Regions from separate parts of the Mus musculus genome. Here all the other regions are linked to region 1. The links are chromatin contacts, called in public promoter capture Hi-C maps. All regions are on one chromosome and are shown on one strand. Each heading gives the region's core, a stretch centred on a gene start, on an enhancer-like site or on the middle of the called end of the contact. The rest is flanking DNA. Distances are from core to core; before and after follow the strand shown. Region 1 holds the start of Shmt2 (serine hydroxymethyltransferase 2 (mitochondrial)). Region 2 holds the start of Cyp27b1 (cytochrome P450, family 27, subfamily b, polypeptide 1). Region 3 holds the start of Prim1 (DNA primase, p49 subunit). Region 4 holds the start of Os9 (amplified in osteosarcoma). Region 5 holds the start of Rdh7 (retinol dehydrogenase 7).

What was found. Promoter capture Hi-C pulls out the DNA fragments that hold promoters and counts their contacts. Capture Hi-C pulls out chosen DNA fragments and counts their contacts.
Region 2: a contact with region 1 is called in a promoter capture Hi-C map of embryonic stem cells, with 2.1 times the contacts expected there. The contact joins the promoter of Cyp27b1 here to the promoter of Shmt2 in region 1. A contact is called at or near these places in 1 of 39 promoter capture datasets (embryonic stem cells), 2 of 484 Hi-C or Micro-C datasets (B cells and embryonic stem cells), 3 of 115 datasets of contacts at active chromatin or transcription factors (the SCID.adh cell line and embryonic stem cells) and 1 of 9 other capture datasets (pancreatic islet).
Region 3: a promoter capture Hi-C map of adipose tissue shows a contact between it and region 1. The contact joins the promoter of Prim1 here to the promoter of Shmt2 in region 1. A contact is called at or near these places in 15 of 39 promoter capture datasets (the 3T3-L1 cell line, 3T3-L1-derived adipocytes, the C10 cell line and 10 more), 1 of 484 Hi-C or Micro-C datasets (cortical neurons), 4 of 115 datasets of contacts at active chromatin or transcription factors (T-cell acute lymphoblastic leukemia, embryonic stem cells, fetal liver and 1 more) and 3 of 9 other capture datasets (adipose tissue, liver and pancreatic islet).
Region 4: a promoter capture Hi-C map of pancreatic islet shows a contact between it and region 1. The contact joins the promoter of Os9 here to the promoter of Shmt2 in region 1. A contact is called at or near these places in 7 of 39 promoter capture datasets (the C10 cell line, cranial neural crest, embryonic stem cells and 2 more), 3 of 484 Hi-C or Micro-C datasets (the G1E-ER4 cell line, embryonic stem cells and pro-B cells), 2 of 115 datasets of contacts at active chromatin or transcription factors (T-cell acute lymphoblastic leukemia and pancreatic cancer cells) and 1 of 9 other capture datasets (pancreatic islet).
Region 5: a promoter capture Hi-C map of liver shows a contact between it and region 1, with 4 times the contacts expected there. The contact joins the promoter of Rdh7 here to the promoter of Shmt2 in region 1. A contact is called at or near these places in 1 of 39 promoter capture datasets (liver), 1 of 115 datasets of contacts at active chromatin or transcription factors (pancreatic cancer cells) and 1 of 9 other capture datasets (pancreatic islet).

Annotation. Positions count from the first base shown.
Region 1 is chr10:127,521,041-127,523,740 of GRCm38.p6, forward strand. It overlaps Shmt2 (serine hydroxymethyltransferase 2 (mitochondrial)), which reads right to left and starts at 1,404. Exons shown (of 12, transcript NM_028230.4): 1 at 1,248-1,404; 2 at 1-75. The coding sequence starts at 1,280.
Region 2 is chr10:127,046,917-127,049,616 of GRCm38.p6, forward strand. Cyp27b1 (cytochrome P450, family 27, subfamily b, polypeptide 1) reads left to right here and starts at 1,330. Exons shown (of 9, transcript NM_010009.2): 1 at 1,330-1,559; 2 at 2,149-2,339. The coding sequence starts at 1,365.
Region 3 is chr10:128,013,960-128,016,659 of GRCm38.p6, forward strand. Prim1 (DNA primase, p49 subunit) reads left to right here and starts at 1,256. Exons shown (of 13, transcript NM_008921.2): 1 at 1,256-1,392; 2 at 2,005-2,162. The coding sequence starts at 1,290.
Region 4 is chr10:127,119,764-127,122,463 of GRCm38.p6, forward strand. It overlaps Os9 (amplified in osteosarcoma), which reads right to left and starts at 1,397. Exons shown (of 15, transcript NM_001171026.1): 1 at 1,194-1,397; 2 at 606-782. The coding sequence starts at 1,355.
Region 5 is chr10:127,887,463-127,890,162 of GRCm38.p6, forward strand. It overlaps Rdh7 (retinol dehydrogenase 7), which reads right to left and starts at 1,271. Exons shown (of 4, transcript NM_001150749.1): 1 at 839-1,271; 2 at 1-209. The coding sequence starts at 1,151.

The DNA.
Region 1 (2,700 bases), core at 154-2,653:
AGCCTGCGTCTGGGCCACCTTGCTGTGCTGGGCCCGGGCAGCCATGCAGACCAGCTGACCACATCTCTGCAGAGGCTCAGGGCAGAAAGGCCAGGGTTAATTAAAAATTGTCCAGATCTCTTCTCCCAGCTGCCCTCAGTCATGGGTACAGATCGAGCCCTCTGGCTAAGTACGCAGCCTGGTCCGGCCAGCAGTCAGTGCTCTCTACCCCCACTTTCATCTTGAATAGCAAGTTCTAGAGTCAAAGGTTCAGATCATTATCCAAAGGGCAGTTTTGGTCAACTCTAACACAACGCATCCCTAATCACCCTGAGTGACTCTGCAAAGTCACAGAGCAAAGCTTGTGCCCCAGAAGCCCATGTCCCTCCAATTCAGGTGAGAGACACTGCGATTCCAGAGTCTCCCCACACACAGGAACAAAATGACCATCCTAAGGTCCTGGCTGCTCTTGTGGGGGACAGCGGTTCATCTTCCAGCACCCACAAAACAGCTAACAACCATCTGTAACTCCAGTTCCAAGAGATCTGATGCCCTCCTCTGACCTCTGTGGGTACCCAGGCATGCACGCAGTGCACACACAGTGCAGTTAAAATATTCATAAACATAAGAGGTGGACTTCCTGCAGGGCCTCCGGACATGAATACCTCCATGAGAGAAGATACCAAGCTAACAGGGCTTAACACCAGAGGCTTTTAAAGGGTGGTTTCCAGAGCAACCTTTAAAAAGTAGGAGGATAGACTTTTAAGCAGTTCTTGGAAAGAGTTGTGTACTGGCGGGAGTTGGGGTAGGCTGAAGGTGTTTGCCCAAAATCTTAATTTTATCTCACACTCACAGACACACACACACAGCACCTCGCTACCTCCTTCCTGCCCACACAGCAGCAGGACCCTTGCGTGATGAAAGTACTGAGGCTCGGTTGCATCATCTCCATAGCTCAGAGCTGGCGGGAAAAATTCAACTAGCGCATCGAAGCCGGGAACCCCACTTGTTTGCTAGGATATTGTTAACACAGCGTCTGCGGACCTTTACCTTAAGAGTCGTGTCAACTGGGTGACTACAAGACCCTACCTAGGTCGTCTGATCGCCAGAACTAGGGGCCCAGCCACCGCACATGTGCTGTCTCAGGGATTTCCTGGTTAAGCATCTGTTCCCCGAGGCCCCAGAACACGTGCAGCAAGGAGCCAGGAGAACCCCACTTTGGGTGGGCCTTTCCACTGATCATCCAGTAAACAGAACCCTGTTCTTACCCGAGTGGTCCGAAGCAAAGAGAAGGATACCATCGCTACAGGAGGCACAGGAGGACTAGCCACTAACTCTGTATCGGTGTAGTACCGGGGTCGAAAACCAGCTGCTCTTAGAACGCGTGCGCGAGAAAATTGCCCCCGTGAAGTTCGAGTGAAAGAGGCGTTCCCTGCGCATGCGCAGTACTGGGTTTTTTTAAAAAATTGCCTTCTGGGAATTGTAGTTTTTTACTTTGCTCTTTCCCATCTATACAAGTCCCGGTATGGAGAGCTTTGCCTGAAAAGTTCTTAGACTTAAAGCTCCTCCATGTCCTTTCTTGAAGCTCTTCAGAGTTTCTGTTTTGTTTTTCCTTCCGGTTTTCCAGGCAAGCGCTTTTTGGTTTGTTTGTTTGTTTGTTTATTTTCGTGTGGTTTATGCCTACCAAGCATATCTAGCATATGGTTCTCAGGGAGATTTAAAACATATTTAGAAGATAAATACACACAGTGAAAGCAGATATAGTTTGAAAGGGTAAAAGACTCAAATCCTTGCTTTAGGATTACAACACAAAGTCCTCCGTTTCTTCCAATGTTAAACCATGACATTGTCATTCCAGTACTAGGGAAGTGGAGACAGAGAGATTGAAAGGTCAAGGCTAGTAGCCTCAGCTACATGTGAAGTTAGAGGACAGTGGACCTCAGATGAGCCTGTCACACTTTGCCCACTCCAACACAAAGAGCTTGTAGAAGGGATTAAATGAAACTTCGCATTCGGACGCTGGCTCCGGTGGGTTGTCCTCTTCCCCTGACTCACAGCCTGCCTCCTCTGTGTCTATCCAGCTGTCAGGTGAGAGCAGAGTAGCCATCCCTCCTCTTCTCACACGGTTTGCATTCGTTTCTTATTTACATCTCCCTTACTCCCCAGCAGTCGCCCACTTCTTTTTTTGTTTTTGTTTTTTTTGGGGGGGGGGTTGTTTTGTTTTGTGTTTTGTTTTTTTGTTTTTGTTTTTGTTTTTTGTTTTTGTTTTTTGAGACAGGGTTTCTCTGTGTAGCCCTGGCTATCCTGGAACTCACTCTGTAGACTAGGCTGGCCTCGGACTCAGAAATCTGCTGGCCTCTGCCTCCTGAGTGCTGGGATTAAAGGCGTGCGCCACCACCGCTTGAGGACATCTTCTTAAGGCCTCTGCTCAGAGACACACAACCAAACCTCTTGGGGATTCCAGGAAGCAGTGGTTTTGAGAACCATTGGCCTCTGATAGCCATTTTATACCTTTACTCATTCAGTAGACATTTAGCCATGCCTTAGCCCTGGAGACACAAGGGGCTCACTAATAGTGACCCAGACAACACGAAACACTTCACTTTGTTCTCTTATACCCAGATAAGAGGGAGGGAGGGAGGGAGGGAGGGAGGGAGGGAGGGAGGGAGGGGGGGAAGGGGGGAAGGGAGGGGGGAGGGATGGATGGAGGGAAGGAGGGAG
Region 2 (2,700 bases), core at 80-2,579, 470 kb before region 1:
TCCCCTTGAGCTAAGAGACTTCCTTCCCCAAGAAACAAAGATGGAGTCTGGAGAGATGCCTCGGTGGATGAGAGTACTCAGTCTTCCAGAAAACCCCAATTCAGTTCCTAGCACCCAAGGTGGGTGACTCACTTCTTGTAAATCCACTTCCAGGAGATTCAGTGTCTTGGATTCTGGGCAGCTGCACTCATGTGAGTGCACACACACACACACACACACACACACACACCAATATGTGAACATATAGTTTAAAGTCTTTAAAAGGAAAGGGACAGCCTATGGCTCAACAGTTAAAAAGAGTTCTGGTAGAGAACCTGGGTTCCGTTCCCAGGCTCACACCCACCACAATTCCCGATGCAGGCTATCAACTCCCTCTTCTGACTTCACAGGCACCAGAGCACACAAGTACACATGGATAAAGGCAAATCATGGCTCAGCAGTCAAGAGCACTGACTGCTCTTCTGAAGGTCCTCAGCTCAAATCCCAGCAACCACATGGTGGCTCACAACTATCTGTAATGAGATCTGACGCCCTCTTCTGGTGTGTCTGAGAACAGCTACAGTGTACTTATAATAAATCTTTAAAAAAAAAAAAAAGGCAAATTGTGCATATAAACAGTGAATCTAACGCCGGGCGTGGTGGTGCACGCCTTTAATCCCAGCACTTGGGAGGCAGAGGCAGGCTGATTTCTGAGTTCATGGCCAGCCTGGTCTACAGAGTGAGTTCCAGAACAGCCAGGGTTACACAGAGAAACCCTGTCTGGGAAAACCAAAAAACAAAACAAACAAACAAAAAAACCCCACAGTGACTCTAAAATACAAATAGATAAAAGGTAAAGGTGGCCATGTGCCATCTTTCCATGGTGTTACATGCACAGGAGGTGAGAGGCGTGGCCAGCGCAGGTGAATCTCCACAGCAAAAAAGACAACCCAAGAATATGGGAACAACTGAGGCTGCACCTTCCACCTAGTTTCCATTCAGGGAGTGACAATTTCCAGGGACGGGCCTGAGGGACTCGGCTCCCCAGGAAAATGGGAAATCCATCAGGCTCTGGCTCCTGAACTCCAGAGGCACAGCCTTTCCCAGGAAGACCTTTAGGCTGCTGCTGGACCAGGGCATTAATACAAGAGGAGCACAAGACATCTGGTGTGGAGCTGTTGTCACAGGAGACCCAAAAGCCAGAGTCAGCCCTAGCCCTGCCTACTGTTGTGGGTGCTGAGCTACACAGACCACTTGCAAAGGGATTGGCTGAAGAGCTTGGAGAGGGGCGTCTTCACCTCCAGGACCAAGGGTATATATGGGTCCAGGCAAGTGCAGAAGATGCTCTGGAAAAGTGCTCTCGAGCAGACTCCCCAAACACAGACATGACCCAGGCAGTCAAGCTCGCCTCCAGAGTTTTTCACCGAATCCACCTGCCTCTGCAGCTGGATGCCTCGCTGGGCTCCAGAGGCAGTGAGTCGGTTCTCCGGAGCTTGTCTGACATCCCTGGGCCCTCTACACTCAGCTTCCTGGCTGAACTCTTCTGCAAAGGGGGGCTGTCCAGGCTGCATGAACTGCAGGTAAGGGGGCAGTCCTTGCCCTTGGTAGGACTGAGCAGGGAGAGCCGGCTTTAATGGCAGAAAGGACCACGGTGAAGAACACAGGAAGGAGGGTCAGTGAGGGTGGGGACCTGTGGATTATGAAGAACTCACGCTGGGACCATAGAAGGTTCCACTGCCCCGGAGTCAATACCTAACTCCCGGCAAAGGGATGTACTGTCGCTTCATACACAGTAAACCCTGCAGATCCAGGACAAGCGTGCTGAAGGAGGGAGAGCGCTGTGCTATCCTGCAGATGAAGCTTAAAGCTACGCGCTCCTCTTCTTTCACTAGAGGCTCCTCTTGAGGTACAGTTAGGAGAAGAGCCCTGAAGGAACTGCTCCCCCTAGGCTAGAGCCAGATAACTAAAAAGAAGTGCTAAATGTCTACTGTTTTGCCATTCTCTCTCAAACTTTCATGGGATGGGAGAAAAAGTTTGCCATTTGGGGGCCCTACGCTAGCCCGGCACTGAAAAAGCTCCCTTTTCCCAAGCCTAGCCAACACCCTTGGCCCTGGCACAAGCCAAACGAAATTCACCCGCCCAGGTATTCAAATGCGCCGATTCTCTCAGGTGCATGGCGCTGCGCGGTACGGGCCAATATGGTCTGGCAGCTTTGGGACACTTCGCACAGTTTACGTTGCCGACCCTACACTTGTGGAGCAGCTCCTGCGACAAGAAAGTCACTGTCCAGAGCGCTGTAGTTTCTCATCATGGGCAGAGCACCGTCGCCGCCACCAGCGTGCTTGCGGATTGCTAACGGCGTGAGTCGACCCCTGAGCACCTTATTCCTGCCCCGACTCCCACAGCCAAGTTGGGCTTGGAGGGAGGTCGGAAGTTTCCACCAATCTTCTGGCATTTCCCCGGTTCTCCAGTCTGTACTCCAGTCCGAACGCAGGTAGAGCCGATTCCTCACCCCTCCCTGCATGTTTGGGGCCAAAATCCTACGATTCCACGAGATAGGCGAGGGCACCAGCATTTGGCTGGAACGTGAGCATCTGTGATTCAGTTTACCATGGAACCCACTCCCATCCCTGAGCAGGAAGTGAGTAAAGAGGAACGGAGATGAGAGATTGGTGAGGTCAGGGTGATTTCTACACCCGGAGAGAGCAGACATAATACTCC
Region 3 (2,700 bases), core at 6-2,505, 490 kb after region 1:
TGTCAGCAAGCACTTCTTGGCATCACCAATAGTGTCTGGGGAAGACTCTGCCTTTTAAAAATGCATATTTAAAAGAGTAAAATGCAAAAATGTCAATGCAAAATTAAACAAACACGACAAAAGAACTCTGACCTATTCTTGCAACCATTGTTCAAAAGAAAATAAGTTATGTCTTGTTTTTTATTGTTTTGTTTTGTTTCTTGAGGCGGGGTCACAGAACTCACTCTATAGAACAGGCCTCAAAAGCATAGATACACCTGCCTCTGCCTCTGGAGCGCTGGAATTTAAAGTCCTGCATAGCCACTGCCCAGCTAAAAACTAAGTTCTTAAGTGTAATTTTACCAAATGGTGCAAGAAATAAACCTCTGTCTGACAGTTTTGCAGAAAATCAAACTGTTCTCCCCAGTGATGGTCTGGTTCAGATAACAACCCCGGAAACAACTGGTCCAAAACATCAATTCACTACTAGTCAACAACTTCACTAATTTTCTTCCAATTTTGTTCCAACAAGAGAAAGTAAAACATGTCTCCCCACTTCCAGTTAGATTACGAACAGACTCCAATCAGAACCACTAGGCGACGGCTCTTTTCCCTGAGCACCCCCAACCCCGTCCCTTTTTATTATTTATTTTCTCTGAAATTCCCACATTCCTGTGAGCCTTTGCATCTGTACTTATGTACCAAAGGTGTAAAATGGTGGTTGGCTCACTTGCCATGGAAAACTCAGACCAAACAGCCGTTGATTTTTCTCATGCGGTCTTCATTTCGAATACTGAATATAGTAACTCTATGACAATTTTTCAAAATCTCTTTATGAGATATTGGTAATATCTCTAAAATATTCATCTTTTGCAAAGGACTTGTTAAAATCTTACTATTGGCCGGGCGGTGGTGGCACACGCCTTTAATTGCACTTGGGAGGCAGAGGCAGGCAGATTTCTGAGTTCAAAGCCAGCCTGGTCTACAAAGTGAATTCCAGGACTATACAGAGAAACCCTGTCTCGGGGGGAAAAAAAGAATCTTGTTATTACTAATCAAAATCAATATGCTAAAGGTCTCTCCTTTTCGGGGACAATCCTGTTGTTAAATGGATAGGTTTTCAGAGCCCGGAAGATGCAGATGGACTCTAAAAGGAGCAGTAGGAGTCGTCTACACCTGCGAGATCTGCAAGAACTACAATTCCCAGCAGTCCCTCCGGCGGCGCAGGTCCATGCGCGCGCAGGGATGGAGGCCTGTCTTGTTCCCGCCAATTCTCGTGTCAGTCCTGTCCGGGTCTAGTTCTTTACTTCATGGAGCCATTTGATCCTGCGGAGCTGCCGGAGCTACTCAAGCTTTATTACCGAAGGCTCTTTCCCTACGCCCAGTACTATCGCTGGCTCAACTATGGCGGAGGTGATGGAGGCTGGGACGGGATGGGTAGCGGGGCTGGGAGCCGTGTGTGAGAATACTTTGGGCGGGATGTCCTAGGAAGAAGAGAGGCACCTTCTTCACCAATGACAGGCAGCGTCCTTGGAATATTTACAGCTCCTGTTTATTGCTCCCTAGCAAATGTGAAATTGTATGCCCCTTCAGATTACAGGCTATCTAGAACAGAGCTGGGCACAGAGCACTCGTTAAAAATATTCCAGAGAGCCTAGTAGCTCATACCTATAATCCTTACATTCTGGAGATTGGGGCATGTGGATTTTCATGAGTTCAAGGCGAGCCAGGGCTACATAGTAAGCTCTAGAGCAACCTATTCTACACAATAAAACCCTGTCGTTTAAAAACTTATGTCAGGCTGGGCGTGGTGGCACACGCAGAGGCAGGCGGATTTCTGAATTCGAGGTCAGCCTGGTCTACAGAGTGAGTTCCAGGACAGCCAGGGCAACACAGAGAAACCCTGTCTCGAAAAACCAAAAAAAAAAAAAAAACAAAAAAAAAACGAACATATGTCTTCCCATTAGTTAAGGTTTTAGTTAAGGTTACATTATGCCCTAAACTGGAGTTAAAATTATTTTGCAGTGACAAAGAATTACTTTCAACACCGTGAATTTTCATTCACACTGAAAGATGATATTTACATTCGCTACCAGTCCTTCAACAACCAGAGTGAACTGGAGAAGGAGATGCAGAAAATGAATCCATATAAGATTGATATAGGCGCAGTATATTCTCACAGAGTAAGGAATCTTTTTTTTCTTTTGTATTTTGTTTGTATCTTTTTTGTGTGTTTATTTTATAAGCCAGAGTGAGTTCTTGCCCCCAAGTTTTGAAGGTAATGTTTTAGAGTGTATTATTGTTGATGAAACGCACCTTTTTTTCAAATTAATTTTAACACTCTATAGACTGAAAATCACTTGGCTGAAAATACCTTGCCTTCTTCCTAGGTTTAGAAGAAAAGGTGAGCATTGGGCTGGAGTGTAGCTCAATTGATAAGAGTGCTTGCCTGGCATGCATGAACGGTTGGATTCCATTCCTAAGAACACATAAACCAGGTGTAATGGGCATTGTCTCTAATCCCAGCATAAAGGAGGGAGAGGCCAGTTTGAAATACATGAGACCATGTCTTTTTTTTTTTTTAAGATTTATTTATTGTTATATGTAAGTACACTGTTGCTGTCTTCAGACACACCAGAAGAGGGCATCAGATCTCATTACAGGTGGTTGTGAGCCACCATGTGGTTGTTGGGAATTGAACTCAGGACCTCTGGAAGAGCA
Region 4 (2,700 bases), core at 147-2,646, 400 kb before region 1:
TCTCACCTCCCTTTTTCTCTCCCCTCCCGCATTCTCGACTCTGTGAGAAGGGACAGCTGTTTTCTTTTCGTGGCTGGAGACGCACATCTAAAGTATAACTGATCCCCACCCATGCCCTTTCTTCTTCTTTTCTTCTTCTCTTCTTTCTTCTTCTTTCTTCTTTCTTCTCAGACAGGGCTATGATGCTCTGTGACCCACCTGGGATCACAGGCATAAATCATTCCCTGCCCTCCATAAAGATAAGAAATCATGGTATCCTTGAAGCACTTGGATGAGGACTCCCACAGGTTCAAGTATTCACTGAACTTCGTGGAATACAATGGCATCCTGAGGTAATGAGCAATAGGAGCAGGAGGTGACTTTACAGGTAGGCTCCAGCTCTTCTGGTCCCACCACCGTCCTTCTGATGTTGGTTTAACCTATTTTGAGATCTTCTATCTTAACCTTTCCCTACATTCAGCAGAGTCTTTGCTTTGCACGCCCCCACCCCACCCCCCACGCTCCCCCCCCCCCAAACATATCTAGTACACCAATGGCCCTTTAACTCCCACTGGCCTCCATTCCGGTTCCCAAGCCTTCCCTCCGCCCACCCCAGTTCCTTTCACCTTCAGCAAACAAGGGGCATCTCTCATTGGGCTCAACAATTCAGGGATCCCGGGCCCCTGGTAAGCAGGCGTCTCCTCCTCTCTTTCACGTTGGAAGTGAATAGCTCCAGCTGGTAGGCGGCACTCATAGCGCTGTTTGTACTTTGAAGACACAACCACCACGTCTGAAGCTTGGCTCTGGGAAAGAAGGGTCGGGAAGAGGGGCAGGGAGGCAGAGGCTGGGACCAAGAACAACGAGATCCCTCTTCAGACCCTGGGGACGTGCCCAGTGGAAGAGAGAATAAGCCACAAGTCCTCCAGCTGCCCCGGCTGAGCGGAGGAGAGGGCGTTCTCGCTTCCCCACCCGGCGGGGTCCCAGTGATTTCACTACGACCTGGGGAACTAAGGTCTACAGTGGGGAGCCCTACCCCTGTCGGTGCCTGGTCTCCGAGGATGGGTCTGCCTGCCATTCCCAGCAGGACCGCAGGAACACCACCATCCCTTCTCCATTCCCCCATTCTCCCGAGCCCGGTGCGCAGTTGCCCTTCCTCCTCCACCGTGCGCCCCTTCCTCTTGCACAGGACCCTCACCTCGCCCCACACCCCTTACCTGCCCTCCCATGACAGGCAACGGCAAGATCTGGATGCCATAACGCATCTCACTCAGCTCCTCCAAATTCAGGCTCCCGACACCGCCCGTCAGACGCGCAGGTAACAGGAGCCCTAGAAATAGCAATCCCAACAGACTGGACAGCAGCACCTCCGCCGCCATCTTCCGCTCCGTCTCTGCTAGAGATGTCCCTTCCGCCCCAAACCTGGCAGCGGCCTCACCCGCCCATTAGCGCCCCAAGCTTTCATTGGCTGTCCGGGAGCTCTCTCTTACGTAACGCATCCTCATTTGTAAACGTGGCGTCAAAGCCTCCAGGGAGGCGGGTCGCATTGTTAGTAAAAATCAATAGCTGTTTCTGATTGGCCAAGAGCAACAACCAATCATCGGCGAGATTGGGCCCCTCCCCTCCTCGCTCCTTAATCCTGAGGTGTGGTATGTGGCTGTGTTCTTTTGCCTGTTGTCTCATCCCCAGCTGTCGGAAATAAACCTTCTTACTATTTTTCATATATTTCTTGCAATGTATGGCATCTCCATCGGGCAGAATATTGAAGCGGATGGTGAGTGCGGGGGATATTTTTGGAAGTTACTTAATATCTTTTCAAAATATACTATACAGAAGCATGCTTCTTCATAAAAATATACATATATCGCACAGATATTTATGTATGTACATATATAATTATGTACATATTTACATTTATATACACACAAATATACATGTACATATTTTTATATACACATATATGATAATATATTACCAACAACCAAATAATCTGTGTCAAAACCTGAATTTGCCCTCCAATAAAATTATTTTAAGAAGGAGAGTGTGGTAGTGCATGCCTGTAATCCCGACACTCATGACACAGAGGCAGGAGGCTCAATAATTCAAGGTCATCCTCTTCCATATTGTGAGTTTGAGACCAGCCTTCGATATTTGAGTCACACTCTCAAATACACACAGACACTGGCTTAGCAGGGTTCAAGCTGCATCACAGTTGGTGTACACACCTGGAATCCAAGCAGTCATCCTTGGCTACATAGAGTTGGGTTCAAGCCTGGAATACATAAGACTCTGTCTCAAAAGAAGAAGAAATAATAATGGAGCCAACAGTGGAGGTAGATGCCTATAATTATAAGCTGAGGCAAAAAGATGAACAGTAGGAGCCAGCCCAGCTTATGAATAGCAATCTTTGAGGAGGAGGAGGAGGAGGAGGAGGAGGAGACAAGGAGGAGGAAGGCAGGGGAGAGGAGAAGGAAGAACTAAAAATAAGGGCCTTCTGGTTAAAGTTGGGCTGGGTCTTGGGTATGTGGGTAAAGTGTCTGTTTGTCCAGACTGTAAGGGAAAACCTGTAAAAACAAAAGGGAAATGAAGCTGGAAACAGACGGTAACTGAATTAGCAACCCTGAGAATATCAATTCCTAGACAACGGCAAACGAGAGACATTATATACCATTGGAAAATTTCTGCGGGGAAGCTCACCACGCCAGGGGAAAATCTAAAAGATAC
Region 5 (2,700 bases), core at 21-2,520, 370 kb after region 1:
ACCACCACCACACAAAGACACTCGACCCATGGAGCTGGAGATGTTGACCACACGGCCCCTCGCCTTCCTCACTAAGGGCAGCATGCTCAGAGTCACCTCGATCATGCCCAACAGGTTCACATCCAGTATATTTGCAAAGTCCTCTTTTTTCAGCCACTCATTGATAGCAAAGACACAGATGCCAGCATTGTTGACCAGGCCCCAGAGTCCTGGAAAAAGCGGAAAGAAGAAAGAATCACAGGTCTAGTTTTCACTAAAATCCACATTCCACCGGGTAAACTGAGACCATTCAGACAGGCATTGGATGGAGAGTGGGGGATAAAAAACAGCATATTGTCAGCAGGGTTGGTGCATCCCATCCCGGAAGAAATGGCTCACAGCACAGATACCTTCCGCTTCTTTTGATCCTTGGCAGGTCAGCTCACTGCTCGAGAACCACCCACCTCATGTCTGCTAATAACAAGAACGAAGGTCCAAGACATCTTACAGATTAACAATACCTTTGCAGATGAGGAAGCAGAGGAAAAGACAAAGGAAAACAAGGGGAGGGGGATAAAAGGCGAAAGGCAAAGCTAATATTCTAATGGCATTTGAGACACATGAACAAAAGGTCCTGGTTGGAGATGATTTTGGAAAGCCGTGCTGCTTTTGTACTTTGAAGAAAGTTGGGAGACAGAAGGTAGGGGCTGGAGAGGGAAGAGAGAGAGTACTCAGGTGATGTGCTGGGTTACTTCAGGGCCCCCAAGCCCCATTAGGGATCTGGCCAGGGAGTATAAAGGGGAGGCCCCCTTCAAACAGGGAGACAAACCAGCAACACAGACAGGAATCTCAGTGGTACCTCTGTTCCCAACACGCTCCTTCACCCACTGAGTGGCTGCCACAATACTCTCTGTCTTGGTGACATCCAGGATCACTGTCTCCAGCCTGTCAGATGTCTTGTTCCTCAGCTGCTCAGCTCCCTTCTCCGTCAGACATGCAGCTAGCACCCTCATGCCTCTCCTGTCCAGCTGTCTGGCCAGAAGGTTCCCAAAGCCAGAGTCACAGCCCGTGATGAAGACATACTTGTCTTGGAGATGGCTCACCACCTGCCTCTCCCTGAAGAAGCGCAGGAGCGTCCACAGGCCCACCAGTGCAACCAGGTAGAGCCACATGGTTTGTAGAAGTCAAGCAGAGAGAGATATTCTGTGTCAAAATGAGCCTGGCCTCTGCTTACACAGGAAGGTATAGGCACTGAGAATGTCAGGTTTCTATCATGTTCCTCTGACCAGTATGGGTTTTCTGATATCTCAATGCCCTTTGGCTCTCCCTGTCTTGCTGCCAAAGAAAACACCTCTGTCTGTTCAATAACACAGATCTATTCTCTTAAGCTCTTTGACCCTGGACTCAGGGGGGAATACATATTTGGTTCATTACATAGGCCCCATGGTCCAGTCCAAGGCTCATCTTGTGTCTCTGCATCTTGCACTCTGGAACTACAAACCAGGACATTGTGAGCATAGTTTGAAGCTATTGCCAACCTGCACTTGGACTGAGGACACATTACAGGAGAGGACATGGAGAGCTGGTACCTTCCTAATATAGTAGCTGCCCAGGAAGAGGGAAGGGCCGGCCCCAAACATGAAACACAAACTGGGGTCCCAGACACACTGTGACCCCCAGAGTTGATGTGGAGAGGAAATGACTTTACCCTAAACAGGCCTTTCTTGTTAGTTGTGACTCTTGTTTGTTCTTGTCAACCCACACAAGTGATGATCAAATGGGAAGAACCTCACCTGAGAAAATGCTTCCACTGGATTACCCATAGACATGTCATCCATGGGGCCATTTTCTTGGTTGCTAATAGACAGAGGAAGGTCCAATCCTCTATGTGGGAGCAACATTCCCAGGTCACCCCTGGGCAGGGGATGCTGGGCCATGTAAAAAGTAGGCTGAAGCTGACTGAAACAGATGCAAAGCTTGGGGACTTTTTTTTCTAAGATTTATTTATTTTATGTATATGTGTACACTGCCTCCAGACATACCAGAAGAGGGCATCAAATCTCACTACAGATGGTTGTGAGCTACCATGTGGTTGCTGGAAATTGAACTCAGGACCTTTGGAAGAGCAGACAGTGCTCTTAACCTCTGAGCCATCTCTCCAGCCCAAACTTGGGGACTCTTATGGAAGAGCTGGGAGAAGGATCAACGGCCTCAGAGGGGTTAAGAACTCCACAGGACAACCAGCAGAGTCAATTAACCTGGACCCTTGGGGGGCTCTCAGAGACTGAAACACCATCCAAAAAGCATCTGCAGGCTAGACATAGGCCCTCTGCACATATGATGGTCACCACTTTCTAACTCAGTTTGCATGAATCAAAGTAGTCTTGTTGCTCTCAAGTCCTGAAGGGCCTTTATGTGCCAAGGTGGGGAGATACCCAAGGTGGGCCTCCACCCTCTCAGAGGAGGAAGGGATGGGAGGATGGGGAGAGGGACTGTGTGAGGGGTAGACTAGAAGTGGGGCAGCAATTGAGATGTAAAGTTAATTACTAATTAATTAATGGAAGAAAAAGGGTGGGTTGTAGTAATAGTTTTTATTTAATAAGTCCTGGTGTGGGGTTGCTTCCCACCTCAATGGTTTATGTTCCCGAATGAAAGACACACACAGACTTTATATTTTAATATGCCGTATGCAGCACAATAACTGGGCATCTACCTAACCTC